Linked DNA regions of Mus musculus: regions 1, 2 and 3 are each linked to region 4. A link is a contact called in public HiChIP or PLAC-seq and promoter capture Hi-C data. All regions are on one chromosome and are shown on one strand. The core of a region is the stretch at or near the end of the contact, and the rest is flanking DNA. Distances in the headings are between cores, read along the strand shown.

What was found. Promoter capture Hi-C pulls out the DNA fragments that hold promoters and counts their contacts. HiChIP or PLAC-seq counts read pairs in DNA pulled down with a chosen protein or histone mark.
Region 1: an H3K4me3 HiChIP or PLAC-seq map of the SCID.adh cell line shows a contact between it and region 4, with 14 read pairs. The contact joins the promoter of Crlf3 here to the promoter of Zfp207 in region 4. A contact is called at or near these places in 2 of 39 promoter capture datasets (the C10 cell line and neural stem cells), 6 of 484 Hi-C or Micro-C datasets (CD4 T cells, CD8 T cells, Th1 cells and 1 more), 15 of 115 datasets of contacts at active chromatin or transcription factors (the 230-238 cell line, the SCID.adh cell line, effector CD8 T cells and 9 more) and 2 of 9 other capture datasets (adipose tissue and liver).
Region 2: a promoter capture Hi-C map of hippocampal neurons shows a contact between it and region 4, with 5 times the contacts expected there. The contact joins the enhancer-like site here to the promoter of Zfp207 in region 4. A contact is called at or near these places in 10 of 39 promoter capture datasets (the C10 cell line, the HPC-7 cell line, cranial neural crest and 6 more), 7 of 484 Hi-C or Micro-C datasets (the N1E-115 cell line, brain, cerebral cortex and 3 more), 6 of 115 datasets of contacts at active chromatin or transcription factors (embryonic basal ganglia, embryonic forebrain, embryonic hindbrain and 3 more) and 3 of 9 other capture datasets (adipose tissue, liver and pancreatic islet).
Region 3: a promoter capture Hi-C map of pre-B cells shows a contact between it and region 4. The contact joins the promoter of Tmem98 here to the promoter of Zfp207 in region 4. A contact is called at or near these places in 3 of 39 promoter capture datasets (the 3T3-L1 cell line and pre-B cells), 2 of 115 datasets of contacts at active chromatin or transcription factors (extraembryonic endoderm stem cells and trophoblast stem cells) and 1 of 9 other capture datasets (liver).

What each region holds. Positions count from the first base shown.
Region 1 is chr11:80,079,152-80,085,527 of GRCm38.p6, forward strand. It overlaps Crlf3 (cytokine receptor-like factor 3), which reads right to left and starts at 1,840. Exons shown (of 8, transcript NM_018776.2): 1 at 1,633-1,840. The coding sequence starts at 1,761.
Region 2 is chr11:80,666,792-80,673,295 of GRCm38.p6, forward strand. Myo1d (myosin ID) reads right to left here. Exons shown (of 22, transcript NM_177390.3): 11 at 4,058-4,228. The region is part of intron 2 of Gm38907 (a long non-coding RNA gene); the gene reads left to right. Among named protein-coding and RNA genes, the nearest start is that of Gm38907, 51 kb to the left of the region's middle. Within about 2 kb of position 3,415, at least 35 of the 459 cell types and tissues checked have an H3K27ac peak or open chromatin away from gene starts, as enhancers often do. A contact at or near this core is called in brain, cerebral cortex, cortical neurons and 2 more, where this site is marked.
Region 3 is chr11:80,808,037-80,814,462 of GRCm38.p6, forward strand. It overlaps Tmem98 (transmembrane protein 98), which reads left to right and starts at 2,330. Exons shown (of 7, transcript NM_029537.2): 1 at 2,330-2,423; 2 at 4,470-4,653; 3 at 6,183-6,314. The coding sequence starts at 4,523. Gm31228 (a long non-coding RNA gene) reads right to left here. Exons shown (of 6, transcript XR_001780272.2): 4 at 3,853-3,975; 5 at 1-1,093.
Region 4 is chr11:80,381,288-80,387,722 of GRCm38.p6, forward strand. Zfp207 (zinc finger protein 207) reads left to right here and starts at 1,992. Exons shown (of 12, transcript NM_001130169.1): 1 at 1,992-2,208; 2 at 4,616-4,742. The coding sequence starts at 2,168.

The DNA.
Region 1 (6,376 bases), core at 590-3,089, 300 kb before region 4:
GTGGTTAAGGGCACTGATTGCTCTTCCAGAGGTTTTGAGTTCAATTCCCAACAACCACATGGTGGCTCACAACCATCTGTAATGGGATCTGATGCCCTCTTTTGGTGTGTCTGAAGATATCAACAGTGTGCTCATATATAAAAAAATAAATAAATTTAAAAGAAAAAAAAAAACCTGAGTGGTGGAGGCTAGCAAATATTTGAGTTCAAGGCCAGCCTCGTCTACAAAGCAAGTTCCAGGACGGTCAGAGCTACACAGAGAAACCCTGTTTCAAAAAAAATAAATGAATAATTAAAAAATTAAAATTTAAAAATGTTCGAGGGGGTGGTGTGGGAGGTGACTAAGATAAAATACACTGTATGCATACATGAAATTCACAGACTAAGCAGTACTATATAAAAGAGGGTATTTTAAACCTTTTTTTTTTAAATCCTAGATTTTCAACATTTATTTCAAAATAGCAGAAGGAATAATGCAGATTCTTTCCAAAGGAAATCCAGATGTCTGCATTGGAAGACCTTGAAAGTATTCACCAAATCAGGTTTAAATCATAAGTCGTATCTGGATTCTGATCCTAGTTCTAGCTCAACTGTTGATGCCTGGCCTACACCAGCTCTAGAGAGGTTTAAATTATTAGCAATGACAATATTCGAAGATTATCGCAGCACTACTTCACCATTTTCTGCTTCGGCACAGCAGCACTGGAGTTACCAGTGTGACGGTACCCTACAAAACTAGGCCTAGAGAAATTCTAATGAATTTCCATTTCCTCAAAAAGCATTAACTAAAGCACTTAATAGTAATGTGAGGATTATCTATCTTATCTAGCATTAGCAGGGGCTTATATCTTTTTCTGTATACCTTTGAGAGTGGAGAGGAGCCATGTGGCTTTCCGCTATCTCTGTTCGACCTTTCCTTGTGGAGAGATAACTGCAGTACTTGAAAGTGTATTTAGCCTCTTCTATTACCAGTCCTCTCTTAAAATCTGTTTTTCCATTTCCCTTCACCTTTGTATACCCTCCCTGAAACATCTTGTTTTGCTCCTTCTGCCCTTCAACATCCTTCACCTTCAGTTCTAGCCTGTCTAGAGATTACTCTAAAAGGTTGTTCAAGGCGTTCGGGATCTTGTGAGATGTTCAAATAACAACCCCCCCCCCCCCCCGTCCCCATTCATTCGGCATTAAGGTCACTGCTGCTCAACCTCTCCATTTCTCCTTACTTCTTCCCTCTCCCTCTACTTCGTCTCCACCTTTACTGTCCCCAGGTCAGTGCCCTCAGGCTTTCTAAACCGAGTTATCTGTCGCAGGTTTCCCCTGACTATGCCCTCTTCCTCCCAACTCTCTTTTCCGATCTTCACTCTGCGATCCCTCGGGTTTTGCTCCCGTGGTTCATCCTCGGACACCACCCCTACGCTCACCAAGTGCCCCGCGAGGCGGCTCAGGAGCGCTCCCCAAACTCTTTCTCAGTCCGCCAAACTTATCTTTCCCTTGAAGAACTCTGCAGGACCCACCTCCCCATGTCACGTCTCCCACAGGTCTGCGACCCACTTCCTCTGCTGAGCCTCGGGGCGCCCCCGCCGCGCGCGCCCACCCTCCGGCCCGCGCCCTCTAAGGCCCGCAGCGGCCCTCCGACCTGCCTCTGCGCCTCCCGCAGCCCCTGCAGCCGCTGGCCCAGCTCCCGCCGGTAGCTCTGCGCCGCCTCCACGTTCTCGCGGGCTTCCTGAAGCAGCACCTCGGGCTCCGGCTCCATCGCGCCCTTCATCTGGTCGCGCGGCCCGCCGGATTCCCGACTGCGCCTAGCTCCCGCGAGCGACCCCGAGCGGCCTCGCGCAGCGGAAGCGCCGCCCCGCCCTGCCCTGTCCTTCACGCCCCGCCCCCGCTGCCGCTTGATTGACAGACGCCGGGGGGTGGGGGTGGGGGGGACACAGGCACTAATGGCGCCTTGGTCTGAGTGAGTGAAACCTGCTGCGCCGTCTGCTCAGCTCCTCCTCCGGCCTCTTTGCTGCGCCCGCCTGGACACTTCCTCAGGAAACAAGTGGAGGCTAGAGTAGAAACACGTGAACACGTCTCTAAGTGCTTCCCACTTCTTATCTTACTGCACTACTTATCTGCCCTGCACAGTGGAGGAAGTGGAGGGACACAGAGGGGGGATCTACTCTCCTAAACTCAGTGCATGATCTCCAGGGCCGAGGCTACAGCTCTGGGCCTTAAATCGTCGCTGTACTACCTTCCTAGTAAATGCCAGCTGAGGCGGGAATTTTGGGAGGATACTTGACCCAGGCGCCACTACCTAGATACTCTTAGGAGGGAGGTGAAAGAGAGAGAGAGGCCCAAGTGATGACCAGCTGTACAGCAATCTTGGCAGAAGGCCAAGGCGAATGATGGCACGTTTTCTTCGGTAAGGGCCTCCCGATAAATATCTGCTGGCATGTGATAAAGTGTATGTTTCGCTGTATTAAGTAAATGGGTGTGACCATGTATAGTAAAAACAAGAGGAGCCGCTTGCTCCTGTGTTTCAGCCCTAAGAGAGGCCGGGGAAGGAGGGTTGCTTGGAATGGGGAGCAAAAAAGGCAGATTGGACAACAAGGATGTAAAAATAAACCTTTCAATACAGAATTTTAGATATGGCATAATAACTTTCACGTGTCACAACATGGTCTTTGTAATTTTCCCCCCAAACTATTAAAACGGTAAAAAGTGATCTGCTGAAAAGCCACACTAAAACTGGTTGGATTTGAGTCCTTAAATGAGCCATAAGCCCAAGGTGTGTAAATTGTCCTCAGCAGGATCAGACACGGTACAGGATTGTCTCAGGATTATGCAATGGATCTGTATTAGAGGCCAGATCGAAGATGTTCCAGGTCAGACTGTTCTTCCCACATGGGCGAAACATAGGGGCATACCCTCTACTCCCAGCTCTTGGGAAGATCTGGAACTCAGAACAGTTATCTGGTTGTTACGTAGTGAGTCTGGGAGAAACGTGAGTGATATAAAACACTGTCTGGAAAAAAAAAAAAGACACTTTCAAAAGTAGGGAGGGGGAGTTCCAGGCCAGCCTGGTCTATAAATAAATAAATAAATAAATAAAGTGGGGAGGGGAAGGAAGAGAGGAGAAGAAGAAATAAAAGAATACTTGAAAATAAGGAAAACAGCTGGGCAGTGGTGACAAACCCCTTTAGTCCCAGCCAGTGACAGGTAAATCTTTTGAGTTTGAGGCCTAAAGACTGAGTTCCACAATGGCCAGGGCTACACAGAGAAACCGTAATCTTCAAACAAACAAACAAACAAAAAATGAATAAATAAAATAAGAAAGTAAAGAAAATAGAAGGAAGCCCTTTTGAAAGAAAAATGGAGAGAGTGGCCAGAAGAGCTGTTTTTATCCTAAAGATAACATAGCCTAATACTTAGTAAATAGTTGGTATCTGCTAAATGAATTAAGGCATTAACCATGCGAGTAGAAAACAGTAGGACAAAGTAGGAAAGACAAACTTAAGGATAGGAGTAGGAGGAGAGTCTAATAAATATATGGACAAGAGTTGCTGAAAAGATAGAACAGAATACTATATTTGCAGGTAAAGTTTGGAAGGAACTACAGAGATGCCTCAGTGGTTAAGAGCTTTGATTGTTCCTCCTGGGGAGCCAGGTTAGATTCCCAGCACTGACATGGTAACTCAGGACTGTCTCTGATTCCAGTCATGGGGAATCTGACCGTCTTTTCTGGCTTTTGAGAGTACCAGGCATACACATAGTGCACATACATACATGCAGGCAAAACACTCATAAAATAAAATAAAAATCATGTTTTGGGGCTGGAGAAATGGCTCAGCGGTTAAGAGCACTGACTGCTCTTCCAGAGGTCCTGAGTTCAATTCCCAGCAACCATATGGTGGCTCACAACCATCTGTAATGGGATCTGATTCCCTCTTCTGGTGTGTCTGAAAAACAGCAACAGTGTACTCACAAAAATAAAATAAATAAATCTTTAAGAAAAAAAAATCATGTTTTAATGATCAAGGGCCAGCCAGGCAGTAAGGGTACATGTCCTTGATCCCATCACTCAGGAGGCAGAGGCAAGTGGATTTCTCAGGTTCAAGGCCAGCCTGGTCTACAGAGAGAATCTTGGGGGGGGGGGGGAGCAAGGGCCTCAGAGTGCAGGATAAGCACTACCTTAGCCAGGCATGTTGACATAAGCCTGTGATGCCAGCACTCAGAACACTGCTGAAGTAGCAGGCTCCATTGAGGCCAGCCTGGGCTACATATATAGCATGCTAGGCCAGTCTGAACTACCCACTAAGATCATATTTCAAACAGCCAAGAGTTATGCTACTAATGTAGCTCAGAGGTAGAGTGTTTGCTTAGTGTCTTAACTACTGTTCTATTGCCATAGAGACATCACGACTAAGGCAACTCTTATAAAAGAAAGCATTTAACTGAGGGCCTCCTTATACTTTCAGAGGGTTAGTCCATGATCATCATGGCAGGGAACTGTGGCAACAGGGAGGCTGGCATAGCACTGGGACAGTTGCTGAGAACTCATATCTGGTCCATAAATTGCAGGCAGAGAGTGAGACTGGGCCTGGAGTGAGCTTTTGAAATTACAAAGCCCTCCCCTTTGTGACGCACCTCCTCTAACAAGGCCACACCTCCTAATCCTTCCCAAATAGTCCACAAACTAGAAAGTAAACCCTGAAATATCTGAGCCTATGGGGGCCATTCTTATTCAAACCACCACACCTAGTATGTCCAAGGCTCTAGGTTCAGTGTCTAGCCCCTGCAAATACAAACACAGAAGGGCATGGGGGAGGCATGTGCACTGTCATTTATAAACCAATATCTTAGGGAAAGAAATGATAAGCAGGCCATGGATCCACCTTATATAGCTTAAGATAATGAAGAGCTTGGCATATGCTTAATCCTCAAAAATGTTTATTCAGTAAAATGAATATATATATATATATGTGTGTGTGTGTGTGTGTGTGTGTGTGTGTGTGTGTATGTGTATGTATATATATGTGAATGATGAAGAAAAAGGTAAATAAGAAAATACCTATGGCATTAATATAATTATGATAATGATAAAAGAGGCTTGAATTAGGATGGTGACCATTAGTGAGATCTGACAGTTAGAAAGAAGGGAACATTTAGTCAAACAGTCCAAGAGAATAGTAGGGCGTTGGCAATAAACTTGGTAAAAACCAGGGCTACTTAACTGTTTGGGATTTTTGTTTCTAAGCCTTGTAGCCTTGGCTGACCTGGAACTTAATATGCAGACCAGGCTGGTCCTGAACTTGAGGCAATCTTCCTGCCACTGCCTCTTGAGGTTGCAGGTGTGAGATGCCAAATCTGGCCAACATTGTTTTATTTCCTTCCCTTCCTTCCTTCCTTCCTTCCTTCCTTCCTTCCTTCTTTCCTTCCTTCCTTCCTTCCTTCCTTCCTCCCTCCCTCCCTCCTTTCCTTCCTTCCGTTCTTCCTTCCTACTTTTCTTTTCTTCTTTTAAATTTTTAAAAAATGTATTTTATGTGCATTGGTGTTTTATCTGCAATCGCGTCTGTGTGAAGGTGTCAGATCCCCTAGAACTGTTGTCACAGACACCTGTGAGCTGCTGTTGTCACAGACGCCTGTGAGCTGCCATGTGGCTGCTGGGAATTGAACCACAGTCTGGAAGAGCAGCCAGTGCCCTTAACTACAGAGTCAACTCTCCAGCCCCTATTTTCTTAATATAGGGATGGAGGGATGGAAGGCAAAAATTTGTATGTAGGATATCTTCACTACACACACATACACACAGGGAAAGAAAGAAAGAGAGAGAGAGAGAGAGAAAGAAAGAAGAAAAAAGGCACCTGAATGAATTCTTGAGAAACTCTTCTGCCCAGCCATGAGGTTAGGGAGTGCATTGCTATTTGAACTTTATAATTTTATTTTACATTTATTTACTTGCTTATTTGTTTACTTTTGTATGTATGTATGTATGTATGTATGTATGTATGTATGTATTCTATGTGTGCCATTTGTAGAAATCAGAGGAAAACTCACAGAAGTCAGTTTTTCTCTTTCCACCATGTGAGTCCAAGGAACCAAATCTAGGTTATCAGTCTTGTCAGCAAGCACCTTTAACCACTCTTGGGCCCAGCTTTTGTTTGCTTGATTTTGAGGCAGAGTCTGTCAGTCTCTCTGTCTGTTGTCTCTTTTTCTCTTTCTTCCTCCCTCCCTTCCTTCTTAATAATGTTGGCTGTCCTGGAACTCACTCTGTAGACCAGATTGGCCATGAACTCAGAGATTGCCCTGTGTCTGCAGGGTCTAAAGGTCTGTGCCACCACACCTGGAAGGCCCTGCTATTTTCAACCTAACAGAGGACATTTCTAAAGAGTGAATCATCC
Region 2 (6,504 bases), core at 2,165-4,664, 290 kb after region 4:
TACAGGCTTTTGGCAGAGATTCATGCAGAACACAGCTAGTCCCCATTTGCTGGCTGCTCTAATAGTCGATCTGGGCAAATGGCTAGGTCTAGACAATGCATATGAACTGTGGTTATCCCATACCTAGTGTGGTGAGAGGTTGGCAAATGATGCCCTTTATTTAGTTGGATGTAAAGGATGGTCCCTAGCAGGTGGGGCAGACAAACAATGGATGAAGTATGGCTTTCTGAGAAACAGACATTGCCGTGCTATCATCTTCTGATGCTTGGATCTTTCTCTTCCAAGTTCCACTTGGGAGGATCACACTGAAGGCTTACTATCTGTGAGGCACACACATATCACAGTCCATATAATCTACTCTTAGAGCATAACAGTGTTTCTCTCACATACATGTTGAGGCTCAGTGAGGTAGACAGATAACACTACATCAAATTGCTAGTAAGTGGTATCCCTGAAAGGCTCCAGGAAACAGAAAGGGCCACGTGTTCGTGCATCCAGTGTCGTGGTTCATCTGCCTGCTGAGCTGGACTCCAGCTTAGGTGCTCTTCCCAGAGTTGAGTGCTGTATACAGTTTATCACCGACAGGGGCTACTCTGTAAATGGCAGGCTTTATATGTCACTGGATTTCTTCATGACTTCCTCCAACTTTCTTTGCTACAGTAGAGCCAAGACAGCAGATAAGTAAAATTCTACACAGTACCACTTAGAACTGCAATACTGGTACCACTGAGATGACAGTGCCCTACAGCACAGAATCCTGTCCCGGTTAGCAGGCTTCAGACGCTAAAGGAACAGTGTCTAAGAGGTTCACAAATGACGAATTATAGGAAGTCAGAGGCTTACTCTCTTTCAATAGTTATTTATCTGAGAAGGTAGAAAGTTAAATAAATCTGGAGTCCAAGGCATCTAGTGTAAAGGTGTCTCCAAAATATATCCTCCTCCAGAGCTCTCAAAGCTGCACTTTTATTTTTAATTGTGTCTACGGGGGTTTATGCAGTGTGAGTGTGGGTTCCTTCAGAGGCCAGAAGGGGCTCTTGGATGTCCTGGCTCTGGAGCTAAGGCAGTTGTAAGGTTCTTGACATGGGTGCTGGGGTCTGCACAAGGCCAGTCTGCACTCTTAACTGCCGAGCACTCTCTCTACACTCTTTCCCCTCACCTCCGCCCTTTTGAAATATTCTTTAATTTGTAAAATTCCTGAAGGAATAAGACTCAAATTATGATCCATTCTTACATTTGTATAAAACACAAAGCTGTGATTGTCCTCAACACACACACACACACTCTCTCTCTCTCTCTCTCACACACACACATAAATCCATTAACTTTTTCTTGTACTGTTATATACTTGTTTTAGCTTTTTATTTTAAAATATTTTATAGTTGTTTAGATCATGTGACTGCTTCTCCATGTTACTTTTAAATCAAAAGGAAGATTTTTAGCCCCAAATAAAAGTCACCAATCTTTTATTTAATAAGCCAGTAAGTCTGTCTGATCAGTTAGCAGTAACAAATGATACCTGGCTCAACATACAACCCAATGGAATTATTTAACTAAAAGGTATGAGGTGATTTAAACATCTTGACAGCTTGGCTATTTCATTTCTTTCCTTATTAGGTAAAATTCCTCAGAAGATGAGGGATGGCTCAGTTGGTATAGCGCTTGCAGCATATACATGAGGACTTGATTTGGATCCTTAGCAATTACATACTATAATTGGGTACAGTGATGCCTGTAATCCTAGTGCTAGTAGGGCAGAGACAGGAGGATACCTGATAGCTCTATCAGGGAGGTCCAGGCTCAGGGAGAGACCTTGTCTCACAAAATAAACTAGGTTAGTGGGATGGCTCAGTGGGTAAAGAGGCTTGCCACAGAGCCCGAGTTTGATCCTTGGAAGTTACATGGTGGAGAGAATGAACTCCTGCACGTTGTCCTCTGACTTTCACATGTGTGTCAAGGCATGCATATGCATGCACACACCCAAACACATAAATAAATGTAAATTATTTTTTAAAAGTTGGAGAGCAATAGAGAAGATATAGGACATTGACCTCTGACCTCCATATATGCTTACATACAGACATAGACACATACCACATATACACAAATTCCCCAAAGAATATACTTTAAATATTTCATTTCAGTATTTATCCATGGGATACTGAGGGAGGAGGAAAAAGAAGTAGGTACTTGGTCTGTTGGGAAACTGGGACTTCCACCAAAACCAGTAACAAAGAAGGAGATAAATAAATAAAAGAGAAAGCAATCAATTACTATTACTATTAGGATTTCCTATCAAAACAGTAGCAAGTGTTTAAACACAAGATGTTCAGTTGCCTTAAGGAGAGATTACAGCTTAGTGTGTTGGCATGCAGTGCCAGCATTAGACACTTGCGTGGCTGAGGCTCAGTACAGCCCTGAGGTCTGAGGCCAGTCTGAGCAACACAGAGCTAGAGTCCATCTCAAAAAAGAAAGAAAGTGAGATTACATTTCAAAAATACTTGAAGGATTAGATGGATGGCTCAGTGGTTAAGAGCACTTCCAGAGGAACTGGGTTCAAGTCCTCCTTCCCACTCCTGGCCTTTTAGGGGACTGTATGCACATGGTGTACATTCATGCAGGCCAAATGCTCATACCCATAAAGTAAAATGAAAAAAAAATTTTTTTTGCCTGACTGATTTACTTAATTCAGCTATATAAATGGCTGAATGGCAAAAGATAGAATAATAATTTGGGGTGTCACTTTTGGGACTTACAGATATCTATTTAAATATAAACAATTTAAGAAAGATTCATTTGGTATGATAAATCAATATAATTTCACCAATACCGACTGTCTAGTATCCAGAGGGTACATCAGTAGATGAATCTCCACAACCTGTGATGATATCTCTAAACTCCCTTACAGTCCGCCATTTGCCTAGATAAAGGTACCCCCTAAATGTCTCACTGAGACTAGGGTTACTTTCCATTTTGTACAGTTTTGTGCCCACCTCTGAGGACTAGACCTGCTTAAACAAGAGGTGCTTAATCAGACGTTTGGGTCTAAGTGGGAACTGGCTGAAGAGACCTAGGTTCTAAATGCATTAGCTGAAGACCAGCTTGTAGCTACAAGTAACAGCCCTGAGATAAGTGTCAGTTAATAATCAATTTGCAGATGATTCACACCCTATTTATAGTTAATGGTGGAAGTTCTCCATTAAGATTACATAATTCCAAGGGGACGGAGTTAGGAAGTAGATTTATTCATGCAGCAGTGGCAATGTGCTGCAGACTTACAGAGAAACAAAACTGCTGCCCATTTCTTTCTAGATGGGAAGGAACAAGGCATGTTTTCCTGGCAGCGTCTGGTTCCTGAACAAGCTTGCATTTGTGAGGAAGCCTGGGGTGATGACGAGGTGTCCCTCCCCAACACAGACTTCTAAACAAACACAATTGATGAGCATACTGCATATATAAGGTCTCGCACAAGAGTCTGTGAACCACAACTCCTACCAATTATTGTACAAATGTGGTTTATTTGTGACATTTTTAGATTGTAAAAAATGGAGACTTGGAAGTTTACTCAATATACTAAAAGAATGCATTTCTCCATAACAACCATGACTGCAGCTAAAATCTCTCATTTTTAAGCAGGTCCCAGGGTCTGAAGAATGCAGTCAGAACACACTCCATATTTTGTCACTGAGGACTGTGGTGGAAAGTCAAGGACAAAAGCAATTTCTTATGCAGAGCTATCAGATGCAGGCATAAAATTCTAGCACATGGACAAGTACTCAGCATCTATTGGCTACAAATGACATCATGCTTTTAAAGAATCCTGTTCATTTTTCCTGCATCTAGCAAATGCCTTAGTCTGTAGCTCCCTCTCCTGGATACTATAATTCTGTCAACCTCACCACTGTATCAGAGAAGCAGAACTCACAGAGAGATACATTATTAATCAGGCCTTTCCCCTTTATTTGACTGTACATTCTTTTAACCTATTATAAAGCAACGTTGCCCTGCCAAACAATAAGCAAAAGTCTTATAGCTCAAGATAAGAGGAAGGTCTTATTACCTTTCGGCTGGAAAAATGACCATGTTTGCCCAATTTACTGTTAAGGGCCTCAAGGAACATTCCGTCAGTGACTTTGCCAACATTCATACACGCGTCATCCAGGATTGCAATGATGCCTTTGTGCTGCTGCTCCACGAGGTCCACAATGATCTGGTTGTTGAAGTAATCAATCTGCAGGACAAGCAGGAAAGCAATGCCCAGGAGAACAGGAACCTCAACAAGCAAGCACATAGGTGTCCCCTTCCTTCACCTCAGTGTCAACTGGGCAGACAGTCAAGCACACATGTTAACGGAGGTCTCCGACCTAATGCCTTCACTCTTGTGCTATGAAGGGAACATCAGTGATGACTGGACTAAGGCAAGAGTGATTAATTCTTGTCTTTGTCCTTCCTGCCTCCCCATCCTACATCCAATCCCACTCTTTCAATTGAGATTAACTTTGCTTTGGGGACATGTAATAAAATGTAAGCAGACAGTTTTGATTCTCATGGTAAGAGGAATGTTACAGGTTCTGAGTGGGTGAAGGTCAGGATGCTGTTAAACCGTTCAATGCAGGACAGCCCCACTGCAAGAATTACCCGTGTTTTCATGTTTATATGTTCAGTACTATATTTTCAGTTATGAATAAAGTTATTTACACCTTTAGAAAAATGTCCTAAAATACAAAAAAAGGAAGGAAATCTGTTACTGGCAAACATTTCAAATATTAGGACTATGAAAGTAAAGTCTTCTGTCCCGGGTATAAGAATTACCTTAAAATTTCAACTGTATTCCTAGAAGCCACTGATGTTGGCTGAAGATTCTAACGACTCTTGTTTTTAAGTTTAATGGTGCTTTAAGCACTGCTTAAAGATGCTTTTAAAAGTCAGGCGCTTCTGATGACCTGAATGCCCATGAGCTGGGAGAGATGTGCAAGGTGACTTATGGATACAGAGGTCCCGTGTCATACCCTCACTCCAAATGCAAACACTTTTAACAGCAACTTTCTTCCTACGACTATGGAATCTGAATAACAAGCTTTATAACTAAAATCTAAAATCCAGCTATGTCTATATAAAACATACAATGTATACAATATATTCTTAGAAAGCTTCAGGCAAACAATGTAATTGAAAATTGAATTTTAACTTTATGGGAGTTCACTAGAGTATGAAGTTCTCAATAGTTAAAATGATTTGTAGGGGCTCCAGAGATGGTGCAGTGCTTAAGAGCTCTTACTGCTCTTGTGGAGAGAGATACCTGATTCAGTTCTTAGCACACATATCAGGTGGCTCACAATCCCTGTAACTACAGCTCCAAGGTTTCCAGTGCCCTCTTCTGGCCTCCATAGAACCCGTAAGCATGCTGTGCACATACAGACAGGCATGCATGCACACAGAAGGAAAAATAGAAATTTAAAAACCAAAAGCATTATTTGCTTTTAGACGCAAATGAATCAGAGGGATAATCAGATTTTTATGAACTCCTGGTAGGCATCCACGTACAGGCCATAAAATAGGCTCTGAAGAAAATCTAATTCTGAAACCGGTCAAGACACTAGATCTCATCACGAATACACACAACACACAGGTACACAAAAGTGTGTTAATGACACTTCAGGAATTGGATTAGCAAAATCTGGGCTGGGAAACCTTACAGACAAAAATGCTCATTACAGAAAAAGTGCTCACTCTTTTCAACAAAAGATTACAAGGGAAAAAAGAAAGGGATGGGAAGAGAAGGAGTGAGGGAAGAAGGGAGGGAGCACAGGAGGCAGACCTATGTGAGAAACCTTTCAATCGATCAATCAATCATCAATCAGTCAGTCAATCAATCAATTAATCAATCACTCTACTCATAAGGATCTAATCAAGCAAACTGTCACCATCAACAGCAACACAGCAACGTAAGAAGTAGGAAATGAAACTAAAGGAACTGCTATTCATTTTTGGGATGGGGTCACAGAGCTGTGGTTACAGTTTCTGTGATGATTTGTCTCAGAGGGATGTGGAAAATGACAGGTGAAGGACTGTCATGGCTGAGTAATCCAGGTAGTCTGGACGTGTGAGGAAGGCTCCGTGGCATGAGGAGGTGGATGGTGCAGAGTTCATGTTTCCTTCTTACTCCAGAGAACGCTTGAATGTTCTATAATGGTGAGAGAAAGCACAGTGCTTAGAAGTTTGGGGCTCTAAGGCAAACAGAGGCTATGATGCTGGCACACACCATGCTGTTTCTGTCGCCTGGGAGTTGGGCTCTGCTGCCTTAGTGGTCTGTTTCAGGGTTGCCGAGCTTGTCTGAGGTGTCTGGATGCCGCTACTGCCGCTGTTAGGCCTCCTGCTGGGAACGAAGCCCACGGACTTGATATTCTGATTGTTGGAGGAGTTTTTGGCTTTTTTTTTTTTTTTTTTTTTTTTTTTTTTTTTGAGGTAGGGTTTTATTGTATAGCCTTGGTTGGCCTCAAACTTGTG
Region 3 (6,426 bases), core at 1,080-3,579, 430 kb after region 4:
CATTCTTGATGAAGTGTGGCCATATTTGGGGGGTATTTGAATTTTGGTGAGACTTCCAGGATACTGCCTCCGCTTCAACTCCCACTGTGAAGGCTGAATGTTCAGGGCCTTCACAGCACTTGGGATCAGAGTACAAGGTTAAAGGGGATGGTCAGAATCCTCCAGGTCTATGGTGTGCAGAGAAGCCTGATCACTTCCTAACAGGGATCCTTACTCTCCTGGTCATTATTTGGGCACTGATGTCTTCCATAGGTTTCCATTTCCACGGGGGACACGGCACTGGGTTCTGTAACTTGCAGGGGGAGAGGGTGGGGGGATACTGAATGCCAGACAGTCTTCTCTGATGGCACTAGAGATGCTTCAGTGGGGGTTGGAATGGCAGAAGTTCTGGAATAGTGGGTGACAGCGGGCTGGGAAAGGTATGCAGTATCCAGGACCCCCTTCTCTGCTTAGCGGGTGGGTAGCATGTGGTTCATCGGGGGAACTCACATCATCTGCTCTGGGTGGCTGCTTGTATGTTTGGTTTCTCTTTCGGAAAATGTTCATTTGTGTTACATCTCTTGTGTAGTCATAAAACCTCAGAGCTGGCCACGGAGGTCACATAGTTGAACTTCCCAGCTTAAGCCCATCTGTCATCCAGCCACCAAGGCAAACAGAAACAGTTCATCTAGGAGACTCTCCAGGATATGAAGACACTGCCCCTAGTGCCTTTTTCTGATATTTGCTGCTGTGCTGTGACCTTTCCCTCACTGATAGGCACAGAGCTCCAAAGGTCTGCATGAAAGCACTTCAGAGGGTGATAAAACCACTCCCCAGCCTTCTCTTCCAGATAGGACGCCAAGAATTGGAAGCAAAGGTCCTCCTCCCCCTCCTCCTTCCCCCTACCCCTCCTCCTCCCCCTCCCAAGTGCTGGGGATCAAACATGGCTTGTGCATGTTGGGTTCACTCTACCACTAGGCTGTGCGGTGCATACGAAGACTGGATGTTGACATTCAGTGTCCTCTTGCACTCGGTAGGTTTCTATTGCTGTGAATACCATTGCCAAAAGCAACTTGAGGAACAAAGGATTCATCTCACCTTACAGGCTTCAGTCCTGAAAGGAAGTCAGGGAAGGAACTCAGCAGGAACCTGGAGGCAGGAACTGAAGCACAGACCTCAGAGGAGTGTAGCTTACTGGCTTGCTCCTCATGGGATGCTCAACCTGCTTCCTTATACAACCTAGGACTGCTTGTCTGGAGGTGACATCCCTTGCATTGGGTAGAACACTTGTATCACATGCAAGAAGTCCTGCATCCAACCTCTAGCAGGGCAAAAAAGGAGCACAAACAAACACACCAAACTAAACAAAAAGACTGGGGTCTGGAGGAGACTATAGGCTCTGGTTTGCAGATACTGCATCGAGTTGATGGAGAAATCACCTGCATCCTTTGGTTCTTGTCATCTTAGGTCCTTGCAAGTGGGGTTGTTTTAGATCTGGACAGGCCACCCACGTTTTACTCGGCCTATGCAGGCTCTGCCTTTTCCTCAGGGCAGATCAGGATATAACTAACCATCCAAAGCCCACTCACTTCTCATTGTAAAACATGGTCTTTATAGACTTTGGGATCCTTACCCAGAATAGTCTGCTCCGTAAGCCTTTGCGGGGGGGGGGGGGGGGGGGGAGGGGGGGCCTGGAATCCTAAACTGCTGCTATCAGCTGGCATCTTTAGGCCCGAAAGCAGCCTATTGGTGACTGTCAACAGCCTGGACTGCGTCCTGACCCGTGAGGTATGTTCTCTCTGCAGTAGGATTTTTAGAACGCACGACTGCCTGCCAGGGTCCTGGCTAGGCAGTGTTTAGCAAGACTCTTTAAGTTAGGCTACTGGTTCACTTTTAGCCCTGGGCCAGGCTCTTGCCCCAAAATGTGTGCAGTGTGTCACTGACCCTGACACCAGTTTCCAGGGTCATTACAGAGGAGGGCGGCAAGGCACAGAGAAGTGAGGTCAAATCGCTCACAGCTATTGAGTCCTTACAATCAATCTGCACACAGCAGCTAGGGCAGCGACCCAGCACTGTGTAAACTGTGGGAGCTCCTACCCCCCACCCCAGGCTGTCCAGCTGGAGGGCAGTGGGTGTGGATGCATCCTGCCCTGGCTTCCGTGGGTGCACGTGGAGGGGTCCTCCGATCGTCAGTGACTGTCTCCCAGCTGCCCTGGCCTCCCGGGACGCCAATCCCCAGGCGGCCAGGGGCCTGGCGGGGACGGCGGCGCCTGGCAGCGGGGGATTTGGGTGCGCTGGCTGGGCCGCCCCGCCGGGGGTGGATCTGGGTCGTCGGCCCGCCCGCCCTCCCGGCATGCCCTGCTGCTGGCCGCTGCGGGCAGCACTCGGACTTGGCCTTGGGGGGGGATCGCGGGGAGCCGGCGTACCCCGGAGCTGCAATTGAGGTGGGTGAGCACGCGGGGCGGGTGGCGGGTGGCGGGTGGCGGGAAGGCTCTCTGTGGGCTGCTGGGACACTGCTTTGTTCTGCCCTGCGGAAACGGAGCAGCGCGCAAGTTGGGGACCAAAGTTGAGCGCGCGTACCAGCCTTCCCTGGGGGCGGCAGGCGGGCCAAAGAAGGGAGAGAGTTGGATCTTGATGGGTTTAAAATCAAATGGAGGGGAAAGCTAAGAGGGAGATGGAACGAGAAAGAGAGATGCAGGGAGAGAGGAAAAGTCACGGAGATACAGAGAACACACAAAGAAAGAAAAGCGCACAAAGGAACGCCCACACCGAGGGATCGCAGAAGGCGGCTGAGGGAAAGTTCAAGAAAGCAAAGACCTCAAAGAAAGTACTGAAAAAGAGAGAAGAGGAAAGCGGCACTCTCTTGCGGGATGGTGGTGGAGCTTGGAGAAATAGGGGCGTGGAAGGGAATATGTGGGGAGCCTGGAGAAGGGATACATTGGAGGAAAACATCTAGAGAGGAAGACATAAAAATAAGGAGGAAAGAAAACGGTTAACATTGCTAGACAGAGAAGGACAGCACAGAGTGTCTAGAGAAACTAAGGCAAACCTGTTCCCTCCCCTTCCTGCTTTCCCAACAGAGTATAAGATCAAAACAAAACAAAACAAAACAAAATAAAAACCAAAAAACTCTGTGAGAGAGCAGCGTTTGCAGACTGCTGAGGAGGCTTCCTTGGCAACTTAAGCCAGTAAAGTCCCCACCCTGTTTACCCGTTCCTCAAAATTCAGCTCAATTATCCCCAGGTTTGCGAAGGAGGCTTTTCTAGAAAGTGCCATGCAAATTGCAGTCTCTTTATTACCCAAGCCTGCACATAGCCCACCTACACAGCTGCATCCTTCTTCCCCACCAGTTCATTGTCATGGGGGAGGGGGATCTGTGTCTTCTGTCTCTAGTCTTCAGAATTCAGTGTTTGCTGTAAGCAGATGGTCAATCTGTGCTCCCCGAGTGACCATCAAGAGAGTTTGAATTCTGGGAGACATAAACATCACACATAGACTAAGTACTGTGGCGAGCCAGCCTGGGGTCCTACAGACTGCTGAGGCATAGCACTCCTTTCTGTAGGTAAAGAAACTAAACCCAGGGAGGGGAGGAAACTTTTTCAAAGGTATGCCTATGGGAGGTCTGCCCTGAAAGGATGCTGTGAAGACCACTTCTCTGAGAGGCTCTGGCCTGAGTTTAACACAGCTTGATAGGCTGCGTCACGCTGCAGGAAGTAATGGCTCACGTTCAGGATGGTGGTCCCAAAGGATTGCATCGTGTGATGATGTCCTAGCTGGTCTTAGTTTGTCTAAGTTCGGTCTGGGTGTTTGACAATGACCACAATACCTGACAGTGCATTTCTCAGAACGGAAAAGCATCTTGTTAAGCCATACCTGACTGTTGGTGTGAGAGAAGCTGCCAGATGGTGCTGCACAAGGAATACTCCACTCTGCTTCTAAGTTTTCAACTCTCAAAGTGTCGGTCGGTCACAACCCATCCCAGGGTTCTCACTCTTCCTTAGAAAGGAAAAGGAAGGTGACTCTTCACTTTGGACCAATGGCTTTCTGATGGCCAGCTATGTAGACCTGGACGAATTCTTTAACCTCCTGGAAACTCAGTTTCTTCACCATAACATAGAGATGCCCCATACGATCCTTGCTAGGCTCCACCCGGAGTATCTGACACAGAGGAGCTAGCTCCTGAGTACAACCTTCTTCTGTCCTGGCATTATTTCACTTACATGACTTACAGCATGAAGTCATCAAGGCAGGTGCAAATGTGTCCTAAGCTTCAAAACTTAGCTCATTCTAACTGGAAAATAACCACTTACCATAATAGAGAAGGGAAATTCGGGCGTGGTCTAAGATGCCCTTGGGTTTGCAGGGGGATGTGAGGGAGCCTTGCTACCCTTTCCATCCCCATTGGCCATTTGCAGCAGGTAAGACCCGGCCGCCCCTCCCCACACCTGCCGTATCTTTACCAGGTCTGCTTGACTTTATGTTCCCCACAGCTTCCACCTGCTCAGAGGATGTGAGTGGACTGAGGCTGGGAGCCCCTGGAAGCATGGAGACTGTGGTGATCGTCGCCATAGGTGTGCTGGCCACCATTTTCCTGGCCTCATTTGCTGCTTTGGTGGTGGTCTGTAGGCAGCGTTACTGCCGGCCTCGAGACCTACTACAGCGTTATGATTCCAAGTGAGTAGACTGTGATGGGGTGGGGGTGGGGCAGGGAGCTGGGGGGCTGACAACAGGAAGCCCGAGGGACAGAAGGAATTTGGAGCTGGCCGCTTCTGCCCAACTTATTCTCTCTTAAGCGGTTCCTGCAGGCCACACTTCATACTATAAAGACTCCAGAGCGTAAGAACATTCCTTAAGCATCCCAGCATCCCGAGGCACCTCTTTCTCTGTTCATTAGGTCATGGAGAAGTCACTGAACGTGTGCACCTGACACGAAAGCCCTGACTTTGCGATGCTAGCTGCCTCATTTGGCAGAGGGATTAGCCAAAGCCCTTACCAGCCAAAACCCTGGGAACGGACATCTGACACTTAGCCACACACCTAAGCAGCAGGTGTTCCAGATCATGCAGCCCCAGCACAGGGGTGCCTGTCTCCTTGCACAGATTTCTTCTTCATCATGCGTTGTTGTGTGAAATTGATTTTGTTAAGTAAGACCAGTGTAGGGATTTTGAGCAGAGAGATCCATAAGGGGTGTTAGCAACCAAACTTAGGTTTCTGGTGTTTACCTTAACTCTGTCAGCATCTCTTGTGAATGCCCATTTATATGTCCCTGGAAGGCTATGCTTTGCAAAGAATGTTTCTGTAGCTTGGGTTCTACTGAACCCTGCTGTGAAGGTGGACATAGTGTTTCTCAGAGGGGTGATGCTGTACACACGTTATAGAGCATAGGTAGGCCTGGGTGAACAGTATGTCTTTCCATACTCACACAGGTTTGAAGGGAGAAGAAAAGAAGAGCATTTGTTCTGTTTTTTTCCAAGATTGTGTCTCTGTGTATAGCCTTGGCTGTCCTAGAACTTGTTCTCTAGACCAGGCTGGCCTCGAACTCACATTGAGATCTTCCCGGCTCTGCCTCCCAGGGGCTGGGATTACAGGCTGTGCCAACCCCCACCCCACACTCTGGCATCTTTGGAATCGCGCTGACTCTGCCCCTCTCCAGCAGTTCAGCTTGTTTTGCTTCATTTGCGTGTTGGTCTGCCTTCCTGACCCAGTGTTTAGCTGTGTGCCCTTGTCTTGTGCTGTGGGCACATTACAGTTAGATCTGTACCCAGGGCAAGCATTCTGTCCTCTACCTCTGTCACTATAACAGAATCCATAAGATAACTTACTGTAAAGAGAAAAGGTTCATGGGCTTAGAGATTCTGGGCCATGATCAGGTGGACTTTCTGCGTCTAGAGATCTGATGGCGCTGCCAGATAGGAGTTCATGGAGAAACAAACTGCCCGGTTCATGGTCAGCATCGCAGAAAAAGAGACAAAGGAGAGAGCTAGTGTCTCACAGTCCCCTTTAGGGTCCGGACTTAAAGCCTTCCCACTAGGCTGTACCTCTTCAAGGATCCATCTCCTAATATTGCCATCCAAGGGAACAAGCCGTTAACTCACAGGCCTTTGGGGGCCTTCAAGATCTAAATTATAGCAGTGGCTGCGGTGAGAAGAGGTTCAGTCGGAGTCACTCATCGTGAAACTCTTAACGGTGGCTCTCCCTTCCAGGCCCATCGTGGACCTCATTGGTGCTATGGAGACGCAGTCTGAACCCTCCGAGCTGGAGCTGGATGATGTCGTCATCACCAACCCCCACATCGAGGCCATCCTGGAGAATGAGGACTGGATCGAAGATGCCTCGTAAGGCCACAGGAAGCTTTCGCTTTCTAGTCCTCTGGGATGGCAAAGGGACTTCTGGGTTCCTTCACAGAACACTCCACTGGACACCCAGAGCTCTTCCCCTTCCCCCGTC
Region 4 (6,435 bases), core at 742-3,241:
GTTGACCCAAAGCTTTGTGCATGCTGGGCAAACATTCTACCTACTAAGCTCCAGACCCATACAGATCCAGCCCCTTAACTATCTGATCTATATTAACAGGTTAAAAATGACCCCAATATCCTGGGTTTGTTGAGAAAATATAAAAACACAACTCATGAAATGTTTCATGGATATATTCCCTGATTTTACTTCTTTTTTTTTTCTTTCTTTCTCTCTTTTACTGATTTGTTTATTGTTTGTTTGTTTGATAAGACAGGGTTTCTCTGTGTAGCCTTAGCTGTCCTGGAACCCTCTGTAGGCCAGGCTGGAGATCTGCCAGCCTCTGCCTCCCAGTGTTGGGATTAAAGGCAAGGCTGTGACTCTACATTTTTAAAGCACAAGCTTGTAGAGTCCTATTGATTCCACTTATGGGGTTCATCTCATGAAAACAGGGTAGTGTCCTAGCAACCGTATGAACTCAGAAACATCAGATTCTCATAGATCTGTGCAAACACAGTATAGGTTGTCCCGAAGACAGAATTCAGACAGAATTGAAAGGCAACCTAAGACTTTGGGCGGCAGTATTAGAAAATTGTAAAAGTTAAAAAAAGGAGTAATTAAGCCAGGCAGTGGTGGTCCATGACTTTAATCCTAGCACTTGGGAGGCAGAGGCAGGCGGATTTCTGCTTTTGAGGCTAGCCTGGTCTACAGAGTGAGTTTCAGTGCTCTTAACAGCTGAGCCATCTCTCCAGGCCCCTCAATCTTACTTTTAAATGAAGTTTCATGTATCCCAGGCATTATTTAATTCACTATGTAACTGAGGTTAGACCTTTAACTCCAGCCTCAGCCTCCTGGAATTCCCTGATTGCAGGCATGTTCCACCAACATTTTTTGTTTGCGAACCTTTCTGTGGTTTCAAGAGACTTCAGCATATACAATATCCAATTCTCTTACACTCTTCCTTGCCACATTTTCCAGGATTATCTTTTGCCAGCAACACTTTTCCTGTCTTGTTACTTTTAAGTTCAAATCCTCAAACACTGCATTTTATCAGTAATTAAAACTTCGATACAAGGTTTCTCTACATAACCCTGAATGTTCTATGTAGGCAGGAACCTGGCTATACATTCAGATCCACCAGCCTCAGCCTTTTGAGTGCTGGGATTAAAGGCATGCACCATCCATGCTTGGCTCACTGCATTTTAAAAAAAAAATTTTTTTTTTTTTATTCAAAGACAAGATCAGGCTTTGTTCTCCAGGCTAGCCTCTAAGTCTTAGCCTCATAGCATTTTCTGTCTTGGCCTTCTGAGTGCTGGGACAACAGACACAAGACCCAGGTAATAAGATAACTTAAGCTTTCTCCCACTGCATCTTCTTTCATCTTTCTAAACATTCCTATGTTCTCCGAAGCCGCTTAAGGATTGCCTTTTTGCGATTCTGAAGCACTTCACATTTCCCTTATCGCTACTGCTGATCTCACCCATACTGCTTCCTAGACTGTGGTTCACTGAAAAAAAAAACGGTAACTCTTCCTTGACCATATACGCCCCACTCCCGAAAGGCAACTGAAACAAGATTTAAAAATTGACCAGGTCGCAATCCGGGCGTGTGCCTTTAATCCCAAACAGTCGCTGGCAGGCAGAAGCAGGCGCATCTTTGAGTTTGAGGCCAGCTTGGTCATTTCCTCTATCAGCAGGGCTATGAAGAGACCCATCTCAAAAAATAAAAGCAAAACACACAACAGCAAAAAACAAAACAAAACAAAACCCAAATTGACCATGTCCCAATTATCTTTATTTATTTGTAATCTATCCTTAATTATACTCCTAATCTTTTCCTCCCTTCAATTTGCATACGGGATAGCCGACGTACTGGATGACCCAAGCTCTAAAGGATCAGCGTCCTCAGCCCGGGAGCGCCACCACCACTTAACCCCATTAAGATGGCGGCAGCGCCCGCTCAGCCACTCAGGGCCGAAGCCTGCGTCACGTGACCCGCACAGCTCTCACCGCGGTGGCTGATGGGAGGTGGAGATAGAACGAGGGTGTCGGCCATTTTGTGTCTGTTTCCTGCGGGACGCGCTGGTGGCGGTTGGTGTGGAGAACTCTGCGAGTCTCTTGGGTTTTTTGTTTTTTGTTTTTTCCAGCTTCTTTCCGCCTCTATTCTGCCTGTTCTGTAGGGCGCAGTTATGGGTCGCAAGAAGAAGAAGCAGCTCAAGCCGTGGTGCTGGTATCCTTTGTGGGGTTGACGTGGAGGCCGAGCGTGGGTGTCGCTTCTTGAGAACACAAGTCTGATAGGTTTGGGTTAAGCCTGTTTGGTAGGGCCCGGCCGGGCCCAGCCGAGCCTTTGTGCTGTGGCTGGGTTAGGATTTGGGGTGGTTTCTTGTAAAATGGGGTTCTTCGGGCGAGAGGGCTCCGGAGTTTGGTGGCGCTGAACTCGGTGACTCAGGCGCTTGTTTGTCGCGATCATTGGGCCTGGAGACGTTCCCCAAGTGCAGTCGTCCCTAAGAACTCCTGTCTCCGTTGTTTCGTTGAAGACCCCACAAAGGGACTTGAGTTTGGGGTAAATGTCCTGACTCCCTGGATAATTGAACTGTGACTAGCCCCCCCCCCCTCGCGGTGAAGAATCGGCTTCCGCCTCTCTTTCGGGCGCCTTAATCTTGGGGAAGCGGTTGCTTAACTGGGTGGAGTTTCTATTATCGTTACCCAATTTTGTAGGACTGGTTAAACTGTTAAGAAGGAAAACAATTTTCTCTCTTTTTTTTTTTTTTTTTTTTTTGTGGATAACGTATTACGCTAAACTGATTTTTTTTAATCTATTACAAGAAAACTATTTGTCTCAAGACAAATTTGTTTTTAAAATAGTTAAGTAGCTAAAAATCCGTCACGAATTATTTAATGCACTCACAGAAAAAGTCTTGCGAGGTCAGAACTCTTAGTATATGCGAATTTACATTTCCTGAATGCATAGATTAATAATGAAACTGGAAGAAATTTTATGGATTCTTAGTTGAATGTGCCCTTTGTCATGAGTTGTATAATGGATTATGAATTCCCAGTTTCAACTCTATTGTATATTTAATGAATTGTGAAATTGCCTCCCCCCCCCCTCTGTCTTTTTATTTGGGATTGGGGGTCTGGTTGTCTGGAAATTGCTCTGTCCACCAGGCTGGCCTCCGCCTGTCTCTGCTTCCCCAGTGCTGGGATTGAAGGCATGGATCACCACTGCCCAGTTTGAAGTTGCCTTTTCTTTTGAAAAGAAATATTTTGAGTTAGTCTTGCTGTCTGACCTGGCACTCAGAATAAATATCTGCCTTTGCATGTGGAGTGTTGAAATCAAAGGCATGGGGTATGCCAGGCTAAAAGATTTTTATTTGGGCTTATGATCTTAGACTGCATACCAAGTTTATCTAGTTCAGATGTAGTCATTCCTGCCACAGATTGCCTGCAGTGTGCCACTGGTCCTGGCTCACTTGATTTTGGTTAACCCTTTCTCCTTCATGGAACTCCTTTTATTTGTTTTTGTTCTTTAAGACAGGTTTTCTCAGTGTGTCTCAGTCTGTCCTGGAACTTGCTCTGTAGGCTAGCCTGGCCTGAAATTTAAGAGTTCCACTTGTTTCTGGCTCCCAAGTGCTGCGATTAAAGGCACTACTGTCTAGCTGACACTCTTAGCATGTACATTTGTAAATGTTGAAATAATTTAAAGGTCAAAATTTGGGGTGTGTGTGTGTTCTTTGTGGCAGGGCTTCATGCTATGCTGGATCACAAAACTTGAACTCTTGGTTCATCCATGTAGCCTGACTGCCCTGGAACTTACTCTGTAGATCAAGGTGGCCTCATTCATATTTGCCTGGTTTTGCCTCCTGAGTGCTGGGATTAAAGGCATGCACTACCATAGCCCCGAAAATCTGTAAATGCATGTTTCTCCTGCCTCCACTTGTGCTGGGGCTTTGTAGGTGTGCCCTACACCCAGCATCCAAACTGCTGGAAGTTGACCAGCCCATTGCATGCTAGACAAGTACCCTAACAATGGAGCTACGTTCTCAGACCGGGAGGTACATGATTAATGTAATTTCCAAATATAAATACTAAAACTGAATTGTTTTTTGTTTTTTTGATTTTTCGAGACAGGGTTTCTCTGTAACCCTGGCTGTCCTGGAACTCACTCTGTAGACCAGGCTGGCCTTGAACTCAGAAATCCACCTGCCTCTGCCTCTCAAGTGCTGGGATTAAAGGCATGCGCCACAATTGCCCAGCTTTAAAACTGAATTTATATTAAGTTCCCTCCTTTTTTATTAGAAGTGTGTGTGTGTGTGTGTGTGTGTGTGTGGTGTTTTGCCTACATAGGTATGCTGTATACCTAGTGCTCTAGGAGGACAGAAGAGCATTAGAATCACCGGGAACTGTCATTCTGGTTGTGAGCTGCCTTATAGATGTGGGAAAAGAATCTGGGTATTCTGAAAGAGCAGCAAATGCTCTTAACCTTGGAGTCATTTTAACATTTCCTGTTAGATGAGATGAAAGGCATTTGTTATATTATTTATATTGAGGCAGAATCTCACTATGTAATTACTTTTGTTTCCTTTAGTTGGCAGGAGGGCAATTTTGTGCAGTTTTTTAACCTTAATGATGACCAGGTATTGTAACAGAGATTTTGATGATGAGAAGATCCTTATACAGCACCAAAAAGCAAAGCATTTTAAATGCCATATTTGTCATAAGAAATTATACACAGGACCTGGTTTAGCAATTCATTGCATGCAGGTAAGAATTTCTCTTCTGTTTTGACCTTGTCCCATTGTGATTTGTAACCACATGAATAATATTGAATTTGTCTTTGGTTGTTTATATATTGGGTAAATAGCCAAATCTACTTAAAACTCAGGTATGTGTTCTATTCTCTTTTTTTGGTAGGTGGTAGGGATAGAACCCAATTGATAAGCACAAGCTTTGGCACAGGAGTACCTACCTAGAATTCACGTCTGTTCTGTGGCCATTAAGAAGATAAGTGGACTTGACTGTTAATTTTGAGACAGTTCTTACTTAGTATTTATTCTAGCTGACTGACCTAGAATGTTGTTATGTAGATTCGGCTACCCTCAAATTCACAAAGATACTCTTTCCTCTGCCTCATAAGTGTATTCAGTTTTTTGTGTGATGAGTATACAAGAACACACCCTATTTGGAAGTATTGTTGTGTTCAATGTCCAAATTGCTTGCTTGCTGGTGCCCCCGTTTTTTTTTTTTTTTTTTTTGTGTGTGTGGATTTGGACGCATAGTTTGAGTACATGAGGCTGGGAGGTGTTCTTTGGAGCTGAATTTTCAGGCAGCTGTGAGCTCTTATTTGGGTGGCAGAAATTAAACTCAAGTCATCTGGAAGATCAGGAGTGCCTCTAACTTCTGAGTTCTTCAGCTTCTCTTGAGTTTTTTCATAATGAAATAATGAAAACTTCAAAATTTGTATTTTTGCATCCTGATGTCATAGTTTATATAAAGGCTGGACTTTGTAGTTTAATGGTAGATCTTTTGCCTAGCATCTTTAAGGCCCTGAATTTGATCTTTAGTACTACCCCTTTTCTCCTTTGTATTATTGTAGTAGCCATTTAGATGCATCTTTTTATGTTAACTTACAATTAATTGTTATGTGCTCATTAGTACACAGTTGGCTTTAGAAGGCAGAAGAGGGTGTCGTCCCCCTTGACCTGGAGTTACAGATAGTGGTGAGCTATCAGTTGTGGGTGCTGCAAGCCAAAGCCTGTTCGTCCTTAATCTCTGAACTATCTCCAGCCTCATTAGTTTATTGTTTGTGCATGTTCACTTGGAGTTTGTGGGAGGACTAGGAATCTGACTTTGTTTTTTTGAGACAGGGTTTCTCTCTGTAGCCCTGGATGTCCTGCAACTCATTTTGTATACTAAACTGACCTTGAACTCACAGATTTATATTGTGAAAGAAAATAACAAAGTGGTCTGTCTCATCATAAATGATAGAGAAAATGAAAACAAGACAACTAATAAGACTAGGAAGCTGTCAGATGAGAAGAGATCTGAAAAGGAAGTAAATAATTTCCAAGGAATAGCAAAATTCAATGATCTTTGTTTTTTGTGATTTTTTTTTCCTATACTAAATGAAAGAAATGGCAGTAGTAAGTTAGTTAATCTGAATGAATGAAAGGAATGTAGGAAGTAAATATAGTACACTTTGATGTTTCTATGCACCTGTAGCACTATGCTGACAGTCTAACCCTGGGCCTTCAGAATTCTAGGTTTCTTTTCACTTGTTCTGTTGCTACAAAGCAAGAGCTTTGGCCCAGTTTTCGCTGTTTTGAGACAGGATTTCTCTGTAGTCCTCACTCCTCTGGAACTCACTGTTGATACCAGGCTGGCCTTAGATTCAGAGATCTGCCTGTTTCTGCCTCCGAGTGCTGAGATTAAAGTCAAGTGCAAACACTGCCTAGAA